3 separate regions of the Mus musculus genome follow, and all the other regions are linked to region 2. A link is a contact called in public ChIA-PET and HiChIP or PLAC-seq data. All regions are on one chromosome and are shown on one strand. The core of a region is the stretch at or near the end of the contact, and the rest is flanking DNA. Distances in the headings are between cores, read along the strand shown.

Region 1 (2,700 bases), core at 50-2,549, 160 kb before region 2:
AATTCTCTACTCTTGTACTCAGAATAGAATTATTTCCTTCTTACTCAGAACACTGCCTTTTCCTGGTGCACACTGAAACCTGTGATCCTGAGATCACAAGACCAGGAACTCAGACCCAACCTAGAATGGATGCTTTCTTTGATCATTAGCTTGTCCCCAGCTCATTTTTCTTCCCAGCACAATTACCTGCTTGTAACACGAAAGCTCACTCTGCTCCTTTTCTAGCCTATGCAGCCCTCACTACTGTACAAGGAGGGGGCACATTCTGCTCTTAATTCTAACTTTATTATATGTTTCTGGCAAAACAACTTAAACCATATCCTTAAACCTTCTATCAACTACGCTAACCTCCTAAAACTATTCAAATTAAATCAGGAATTCCATAACATCACTAATTCATCTAAACAATATTATTTTATGAAAGTTCATCTCCATGTTGATCTGCAGGAAAATTGCCCAGCAGAGTGGGCTATCACCCAGGAGGTAATCACACCAGGCTATAGGCAGTGAGGGTCTCCCCACGCCCAGTCACACACCATGCCAGTCACACACCATGCCAGATATGTGAGGGACAGAGCAACGACAAACTTGAGAAGGCACACCAGGAACAAGAAGCCATCCTGCCACGAAGGCCCCCCCCCCCCCAGCTGTGCCTCTCCAGGGCATACCCATCGCAGCTGTGCAGCCCTGGGCTGTCTCCAGGACACTCATCTGTTAACCCTGACTGGCCTGAAACTCACTATGATAGACAGAGATTCCTGTTTCTGCTTTTCAAGTGCTGCGATTGAAGGTCTCCGAGGAGACTGATATAACAACGAAGAGTGAGGAAGCTGCCTCCTGAGGGTTCATGTCCAGCAGGACAGGGGTGCTAATCCAGTCTAAACCCAGAAGATATAAAACTACACCCAAGGGCAGGGGAGATCCCTCTGTGTGAAATGCTTACTGTGTAAGCATGATGTTCAGAGTTTGGGTCCCCACACCGGTGTAAAAGCACGGCATAATGGCATGCTGTAGTGGCATGTGTCTGTACCCCAGCCCAGAGAGCAAGTGAGGGTGACAAGCTGATTCCACTAGCCAGCAAGTCTAGCTGAAACTGAGCTCTAGGTTCAGTGAGAGATCCCACTGAAAAAATATGTTGGAGAGCAATAGAGGTCGTGGATCTCTGGCCTCTATATGAACACAAATGGGGCGCGCAGGCATACAAACACACATGTACTCGCATGCACTCACTACACTACCTGAGCCATGGTGTGTATGGACCTTGTACTCTGACCTAATCGGGGAGTCAGAACGGAACTAAAAATAGTGACAGTGTAAGTCAGAAAGTTCCTGGCCTGCTGTGTCTGATGTCATAGGCCAGTCCAGGCAACCATGAAACCGTGTTTGAAAATAAAGACAGGCTGGGATGCAGTTCAGTGGTGGGGCACCTCCTACAAAACTGAGTTCAGCCTCACTACCACAATAAAAAGGGAGGGAGGGAGGGAGAGAGCAAGGGGGAGGAGGGAGGGAAGGAAGGAGGGGAGGGCCTAGTTCTGCTGTTGGGAGAGAAGGCCAATGCTCTGAGACAAGGGTGGAGATGGAAGCTAATGTCAAGGCTGGCGTGGTCCAGGGCGGGCAGCTCACACCTGTGCCTCTTCACATCACCAAGAGTGTGGCGGCACATCTTAAAAACCGTTATCATCACGAATCTTTAAAAGAGTTACTTTCATTACTTTATATTATGTGGATGGGTGTGAGTCTCTGTGTGGGTTTTTGCAGACAGTGCAAGTACCCACGGAGGCCAGAGGTGCCGGATCCCCTGGGGGCTGGAGCCATAAGCAGTTGTGAGCCACCTGATGTGGGTGCTGGGAATCAAACCTGGGTTCTCTGCAAGAACAACCTATGCTCTAACTGCTGAGCTCTCTCTCCAGCTGGCCATAGCATGTTTTGTAATCTGGGCCCCAGGCTAGCTGAGCACCAGGGTCTTGAAAAATAACCAGTTCTGGTATAAACGGGCTGTGAGCCTTTGATATCTGTCTGGAGGTGACTGAGTCATGTTGCACCTGCGAGTCTTAGTGATTGTTCTAAGCTTGGCGTTTGAAGGCGTGAGGTCTGGTTTGCAGCTAACCTTTTCATTGTGATCTTTTTTACAGCCTGGGAAGGAGCACCACACAGGAAAGGGGCTGTGCATTTCAACTAGTTCTACCCCCAGCTGTTAAGACACCGGGCAAGACGCCCAGGGAAACAAGGTTTTGCCTGTAAACTGAAAAGAAGAGCGTCGGGAGGAAATACCAGGGTGAGGTTCATGGAGCATAAGAGGCAATGGGGGAGGCAGAGCACATGCATGTGTTGTGGAAGAGACGGAATCAGGATTCTGTGATATAGAAGGGAGCTGTGTGGTAAGACAGAAGGCCAGTGATAGATGGGTGCGCCCCACAGTGGCCGTGTAAAGGTGTTTAGGAATGGAAGTAGCAGTTGGTGAGGCCCAGGAAGTGTCTGAAGCTGGGCAGTGAAGCACAGGGATTCCCAACATGCTGGACACTATGGAGAAGCATGAGTGAGCCACAGACAGCCGCTCATTCTAAGGTGATTGATTCCCCCCACCTTTCCTCCAAGGATAATTTGAAGTGGGCAGCTGAAGAAATCCAGGCTGTCAACACCTTCGATGAAAAGAACTACTTGGAGTGCCACCGTGGGTCCACCCCCGAGTGGGGGGTGGGG
Region 2 (2,700 bases), core at 68-2,567:
CTGCTCTTGTGGAAGAACCAGGTTCAGTTCCCGGCACTCACATAGTGACTCACAAATGCCTGTAAACTCTCGTTTCAGAGGACTCGACACTGTCTTCCGGCCTTTGTGGGAACCAGACACAAATATGTACATTCATACACGGAGGCAGAACACACAAAAATCAAAATGAGTCTTAAAAATCACCTTGCTAACGCTAGGCATGCTTGTGCACACCTGTAATTCTAACGCTTGGGAGGCTGATGCAGGAGGACCATGTGTTCTAGGCCAGCCTGGACTGCATAGACTATGAAAACAAATTCTAGCACTAGGGAGACAGAAGCAGGCGAATCTCTGAGTTTGAGGCCAGCCAGGGCTACATAGTGAAACTGTCTTAAAACAAACACCCCCAGACAAACAAAATGACCCTTGCTAATTGGAAGTTATTTCCAGCTAAGAGAGATTGCAAAGTAGTAGATTGAAACAAGCCTGTTAACACTTTGATGTTTGTGTTATGGTTTGTCTTTCTCTGTCTGTCATAGGCACATGTATAGATATGCTTTGACAGAGGAAGATACCTGATAACAATCTCTTGCCTCAAGAAGTATACCTGTGCATCATACACTTGAATACACCCATGCATCAAACACACACAGACACACACACACACACACACACACACACGCCTCTGCAAGTCACTATTTTAGTGTCATCAGTAGGTCCAATGTAGCTGCTTCCCCTGTAGTTCAGGGTCCAATCTGGGTTCAGGTGTAGCATTTGCTTATTATGAGTTTTTAGTCCACTTTAGGTTTGTTAATATTATTTTTCAAAACATTATTCTGTGCATTGGTAGCTAGTTAGTTGCTCTTGTTTTTATGTATTGTTCCCTAGTACATAGGCAGTTTTCCCAGTAGAAAATGTATTGTTCTCTGTCTACAAAGATGTTTACTCTAGTTAGTCCCTATGAAGATAGAATATGCTACCTTGACTTTTATCAGTCCTGCAGTGGGACTAGTGAAGCTTTCTAGCTCAGACCCTTGGCATTCTTTCTGCTTCTAGCTTGATTCTGATCAGTAGCAATCTGATCTCTTCTGATCAGGAAGAGAGAGACTCTAATGGGGCACTTTGTATAAACCTAAGAAATACTAGAGGGGTGTTTTGCCTGCTCTTGTCTTTGTGGAAGTTTAATCTGAGGCTGAAGAGTGGATTCAGATGGGCCAGAATGTTTATTTTCATTAGATATTAAGGATCCACGCAGATTCTGTCTAGTCATGTCTGTAATTGTTCCCAAAGGGCAAATACTGTTGAGCTTTGAACTTTAGCTAGACAAGGAGCTTTTCCAAGGCAGATGGGTCTCTTTGCTCTTTGGTTTCAGGTGATGTTCATTGTGAGATGTGAACATGCACACAATGCAGCCTTTGTCCTGGCTGCATGTTTCTGAAACTGCAACTCTGTTTCATCTGCCTCCTTAGAGTACTTTTCTCCTCCCAGTAGCTCCACCCACCCTTATCCTTGTAGCTACTCTTGTTGCTGTGATCTTGAACTTGACAAAACCCATGTAAGGAAAGAGAAGGGTTTCTTTTTGGCTCATAGAGGATGCAGAACAGTATGGTGGGGAAAGCATGGTGGCAGGAGCTTGAGGAGGCAGCTGGTGTGCAGTCAGGAATCAGTGAGAGGTAAGTGCTCAACTAGCTTTCTGCCTTTTCTGCTGTCTGGGACCCCTGCCTGTGGAATGGGTGCACTCATGTTTGAGGTGGGCCTTCCAATCTCAGCCTAGTCTAGGGAATCCTTCACAGCCATGGTCAGAGTCTTATTTCTAGATTGTAATTGTCAGTCAGCATTCAAACCATACTGAGTGCAATCCTTTAGAGACTGAGTGCGAGTGACTGTTGTTCTGACTACTAGGGCTAGAGAGATCAGCTGGTTTCATTGACTTGCTTAGAGAGAAACACAAGATTTATAGTTCAACAACATAGAGGAGCAGAGAGAACTGAAGGAGGGGCTTTGAAGGGCGTGTATCTCAGGATTAGAGTTTCCTTCCTGTTCTTTGCTACTGTCTTGCTTTCTGTTGGCCTTGTAGCACTGGTGTGGGGGAGGGGCACCCTCACATTGATTGCCATGTGTGTTACTTTAAGCTTTGGATCTTATACTAAACCCAAGAACATTTTTTTTTTTTTGGTCGTTAAAAGGGTAGGGAAGGAGGGTTCATTTGAGAGTGGAGACATCTTTGGTGGTGGTGGTATCTTTGAGAGAAAAGTTTACTTGGGACTGAATTTGCTTGCTAATTCTGTATTTTTGAACCTTAGTTGGCAGGTAGTGTGGAATCAGTATCAATATCAGTGAGGCTGTGAACCTATAGGAAGGATGTCTGTGGCCCACTGGGAACACAAGTTGTAGCTCCCGGGAAAGGAAGCAGAAAGTTTGATAAAGACTTTCTTTAAAGCCAAGGGCTATGTTGCAGAGAAGATTGTTTTAATTTCTTTTTACATTTCTTTAATTATTTTGTGAACATATGTGTTTGTGTGGGTGTATATCCCATGGTCTACATGTGGAGGTCAGAGGGCTGTTTGCAATATGTGGGCTTCAGGGATCAAGGTCAGGTAACCAGGCTTGGGCTAGTGTCTCTACCTAATGAGCCGCCTCTCTGCAGCCTGAGATGGTTATTTAGAGGTCATTAGGTGAAACATTACAGATTTAGTCAAGGTTTGAGAAAACTTAGCTATT
Region 3 (2,700 bases), core at 26-2,525, 190 kb before region 2:
TCTCGCTCATGCTCTGTGCTTTCGTTGGGGCACTGGGTGGTGCGGCCTTCCTGGGCACCGCCATGTTCATTGAAGATGACCGCCGGCGGGCTCAACTCCACGTGCAGGGTGAGTGAGGGTCACTGTAGGTCCACCTTCACAGTACCACCTGCCTGTCTGTCTGTCTCCGCGTATGTACTCTACAGTTCTCCCTCCACTCAGACTAGCCCATCCATTCATGCCACCAGCTGGGGGCAAGAGTCCCAGCATCCCAGGCTCATCCAGCTTAGCTTTGGGTCTGTCTGGAAGTGGATTGGGCTCTGTCTGTGTGCAGTTCTGAGGGCTCTCCATGCTGCCTCATCTGGGCCCCTCTGCCTGTGTCCCCTTGCTGCCTGTGTCCCCTTGCTGGCTCTTATCTTACTGGCCTTGGCTCTGACCCCTTTCTCGCAGGTCTGTTGCATGAGTCTGGGCCCTCAGATGACCGGATTGTAGTACCTCAGCGAGGCCGTTCTACCCGAGTCCCCGTGTCCAGCGTGCTCATCTGAGGAGCCGGTGCTTACCCGGCCACTGATGCATCGCAGCTGGGCCTTGGGCCCACCCAAGACGGTTCCCAGGCAGAAGCCCTCACCAGGCCCAGGTCCAAGAAGGAAGCCCTGGGATATCTCCCAGCTCCCAGACACTACATGGGCAGCCCAGGGAAGAGATGGGAGTCCAGAAACGGGGAAGGGGTGTCCTCTCTACTAGGACAGCCCAAGGGGTTTGGTGCTATTTGTAATGGAATAAAATTTGTAATCAGACTCCTGACTGACTGCTTGTCTCTCTGTGGGTGCCACTGGCCTCAGGGAATATCCATAGTCCCAGGACTTAGCAGGGGCTGTCAGGTCACCCTGTGGGTAAGTCCCTGTCTTCTGAGCTTGGTAATCTAGAAGGAGGGCTGCTCTTTTCTGAGTGAGCTGGTTCAGTATGACTGTGACTCACCGTGGTCCCCTGGAAGTCGCTCTCCCAGTAGTTAAGCCTGGGAGCTGGGGGCCTGTGGTGCCCTCAGTGCCCTCGGTCCACACAGGCCTTGGCAGAGCCTCCTTGCAGTTCTCCCACCCGGGCATGGGGAGGGTACCGCGGGCCTGGTTGGCACGTGTCTCCTTTCCTAGTGGACGGGCTGCCTCATCCTGCAGCCTTAGACCCTTCCTCCACACAGTCCCTCTGCCTCCTCCCCCTTCCCACAACTGGGTGGGGGTGAGTGGGCAGGGGGCAGGCTCAGCCTGCTGAGCAGCCTGATGATTTCCTGCCCTCACCACAGCTTCCTGTCGCACGCGGTGGTGAGCAGGAGAGGCAGGCGGGGAGCAAGAAAGGGGCAGGTACAGCTGGGCACGGGGATCGTGCAGCTGGTAGCTGGGGCACGGGCCCCAGCTCTGGCTCTGGGGCGAGCACCTTTCCAGAGCCAACACTGCTCTCAACTCAGTCCAGCAAGAGAGGGGAGCCATCCAGCCCCGAAAGGATACGGCTGCCTACTGCCGGGCGGATCCCAGGCTGGAGCCCGCTTGGTCCCATACCCCTGCTGCCACTCTGTCTCGAGGGGCTGCAGTGCAGCAGGGCCTGTGGCAGGTGCTCTGCAGATGGAAGCAGACGCCTTGAGCCCGGTGGGGCTGGGCCTCCTGCTGCTGCCCTTCTTGGTCACGCTCCTGGCTGCCCTGTGCGTGCGCTGCCGTGAGTTGCCAGGTAAGTGGGAAGCTTTGCGGAACTGGATGATGGGTGGGCGCTCCATTGGATCCTCATACCCTCCCCAGCCCCTGCACTCTCCACTGTCCCTACCTGGGCCCTGATTGATGGTGGGGGGCCTGAGTTTCTTTGTCCCTGGTGCACCCCGATCCTGACTTGTTGGATTTCTTTCCTCCAGTCTCCTATGACAGCACTTCCACAGAGAGGTGAGTGGGAAGCCCGTGTCCCTGTGTGTCTTCCCTTGGTTCCACTCAAGGGTTTGGGGCTGGGGCCCTCTTGGCCCTGTACCCAAGCTGTCTCTTTCCTGCCAGTTTGTACCCAAGAAGCATCCTCATCAAGCCACCTCGTGAGTTCAGTGTCTCTGGCCCTCCTCGAGGGTTTTTAAGAGTGTGCGTTTGTCCTTGTTCACCTTTAGCTGTCTGAAGGGCTGTTCCCTGGCTTGGGATGGGGAAAGTGGGAGCCCCCATGTCTGTCTAGGGCATGTTATTTTGGGGTCCATTTGTCCTTCGAGGCCTTGATGGGGGGTGTCTGGAGCCATCCCTCAAGCTTCATTCTGTGTCCTCAGAAATAACCGTCCCCCGAACACCTGCTGTTTCCTACCCTCTAGTCACTTCCTTCCCACCCCTGAGGCAGCCAGACCTGCTCCCCATCCCGTGAGTATCCCCCAACTCCGTCCCTTGGGTCTACTGTGCCTCTCCACCTTCTAGGTTGGGGAGGCGCTTTTTCCTGGTTGTCTTGCTCCCAGAGTCCTACCTAGACGTAATCTCTGACCTTTGGCTTCCAGGAGATCCCCACAGCCCCTTGGGGGTTCCCATCGGATGCCATCTTCCCAGCAGAATTCAGATGATGGTAAGGGTGTAGGGCACAGGAGGGCTTTGGGGAGGATGTACAACCTGAGCTGATCCAGTCTTCTTCTCCCTCTCTCTTTGAAGCCAACAGTGTGGCAAGCTACGAGAACCAGGGTGGGTCTGGGGTCTGGGGTAGTGGGTGGGGTGGGGAGGCTGG

Evidence for each region. ChIA-PET counts read pairs in DNA pulled down with a chosen protein or histone mark. HiChIP or PLAC-seq counts read pairs in DNA pulled down with a chosen protein or histone mark.
Region 1: an RNA polymerase II ChIA-PET map of memory CD8 T cells shows a contact between it and region 2, with 44 read pairs. The contact joins two enhancer-like sites. A contact is called at or near these places in 4 of 115 datasets of contacts at active chromatin or transcription factors (effector CD8 T cells, embryonic stem cells and memory CD8 T cells) and 1 of 9 other capture datasets (liver).
Region 3: a contact with region 2 is called in an H3K27ac HiChIP or PLAC-seq map of regulatory T cell precursor, with 2.3 times the contacts expected there. The contact joins the promoter of Lat here to the enhancer-like site in region 2. A contact is called at or near these places in 4 of 39 promoter capture datasets (the C10 cell line, the HPC-7 cell line, cranial neural crest and 1 more), 1 of 484 Hi-C or Micro-C datasets (Th1 cells), 6 of 115 datasets of contacts at active chromatin or transcription factors (bone marrow-derived macrophages, effector CD8 T cells, embryonic stem cells and 2 more) and 1 of 9 other capture datasets (adipose tissue).

Annotation. Positions count from the first base shown.
Region 1 is chr7:126,339,125-126,341,824 of GRCm38.p6, reverse strand. It overlaps Gm30928 (a long non-coding RNA gene), which reads left to right. Exons shown (of 5, transcript XR_003946673.1): 3 at 2,133-2,275. Among named protein-coding and RNA genes, the nearest start is that of Gm30928, 11 kb to the left of the region's middle. Within about 2 kb of position 1,299, at least 74 of the 459 cell types and tissues checked have an H3K27ac peak or open chromatin away from gene starts, as enhancers often do. A contact at or near this core is called in memory CD8 T cells, where this site is marked.
Region 2 is chr7:126,180,483-126,183,182 of GRCm38.p6, reverse strand. All of the region lies in intron 1 of Xpo6 (exportin 6), which reads left to right. Among named protein-coding and RNA genes, the nearest start is that of Xpo6, 19 kb to the left of the region's middle. Within about 2 kb of position 1,317, at least 82 of the 459 cell types and tissues checked have an H3K27ac peak or open chromatin away from gene starts, as enhancers often do. A contact at or near this core is called in the HPC-7 cell line, Th1 cells, adipose tissue and 3 more, where this site is marked.
Region 3 is chr7:126,368,143-126,370,842 of GRCm38.p6, reverse strand. It overlaps Lat (linker for activation of T cells), which reads left to right and starts at 1,275. Exons shown (of 12, transcript NM_010689.3): 1 at 1,275-1,695; 2 at 1,874-1,901; 3 at 2,007-2,041; 4 at 2,261-2,348; 5 at 2,480-2,544; 6 at 2,628-2,657. The coding sequence starts at 1,593. Spns1 (spinster homolog 1) reads left to right here. Exons shown (of 12, transcript NM_023712.3): 11 at 1-108; 12 at 430-783. The coding sequence ends at 524.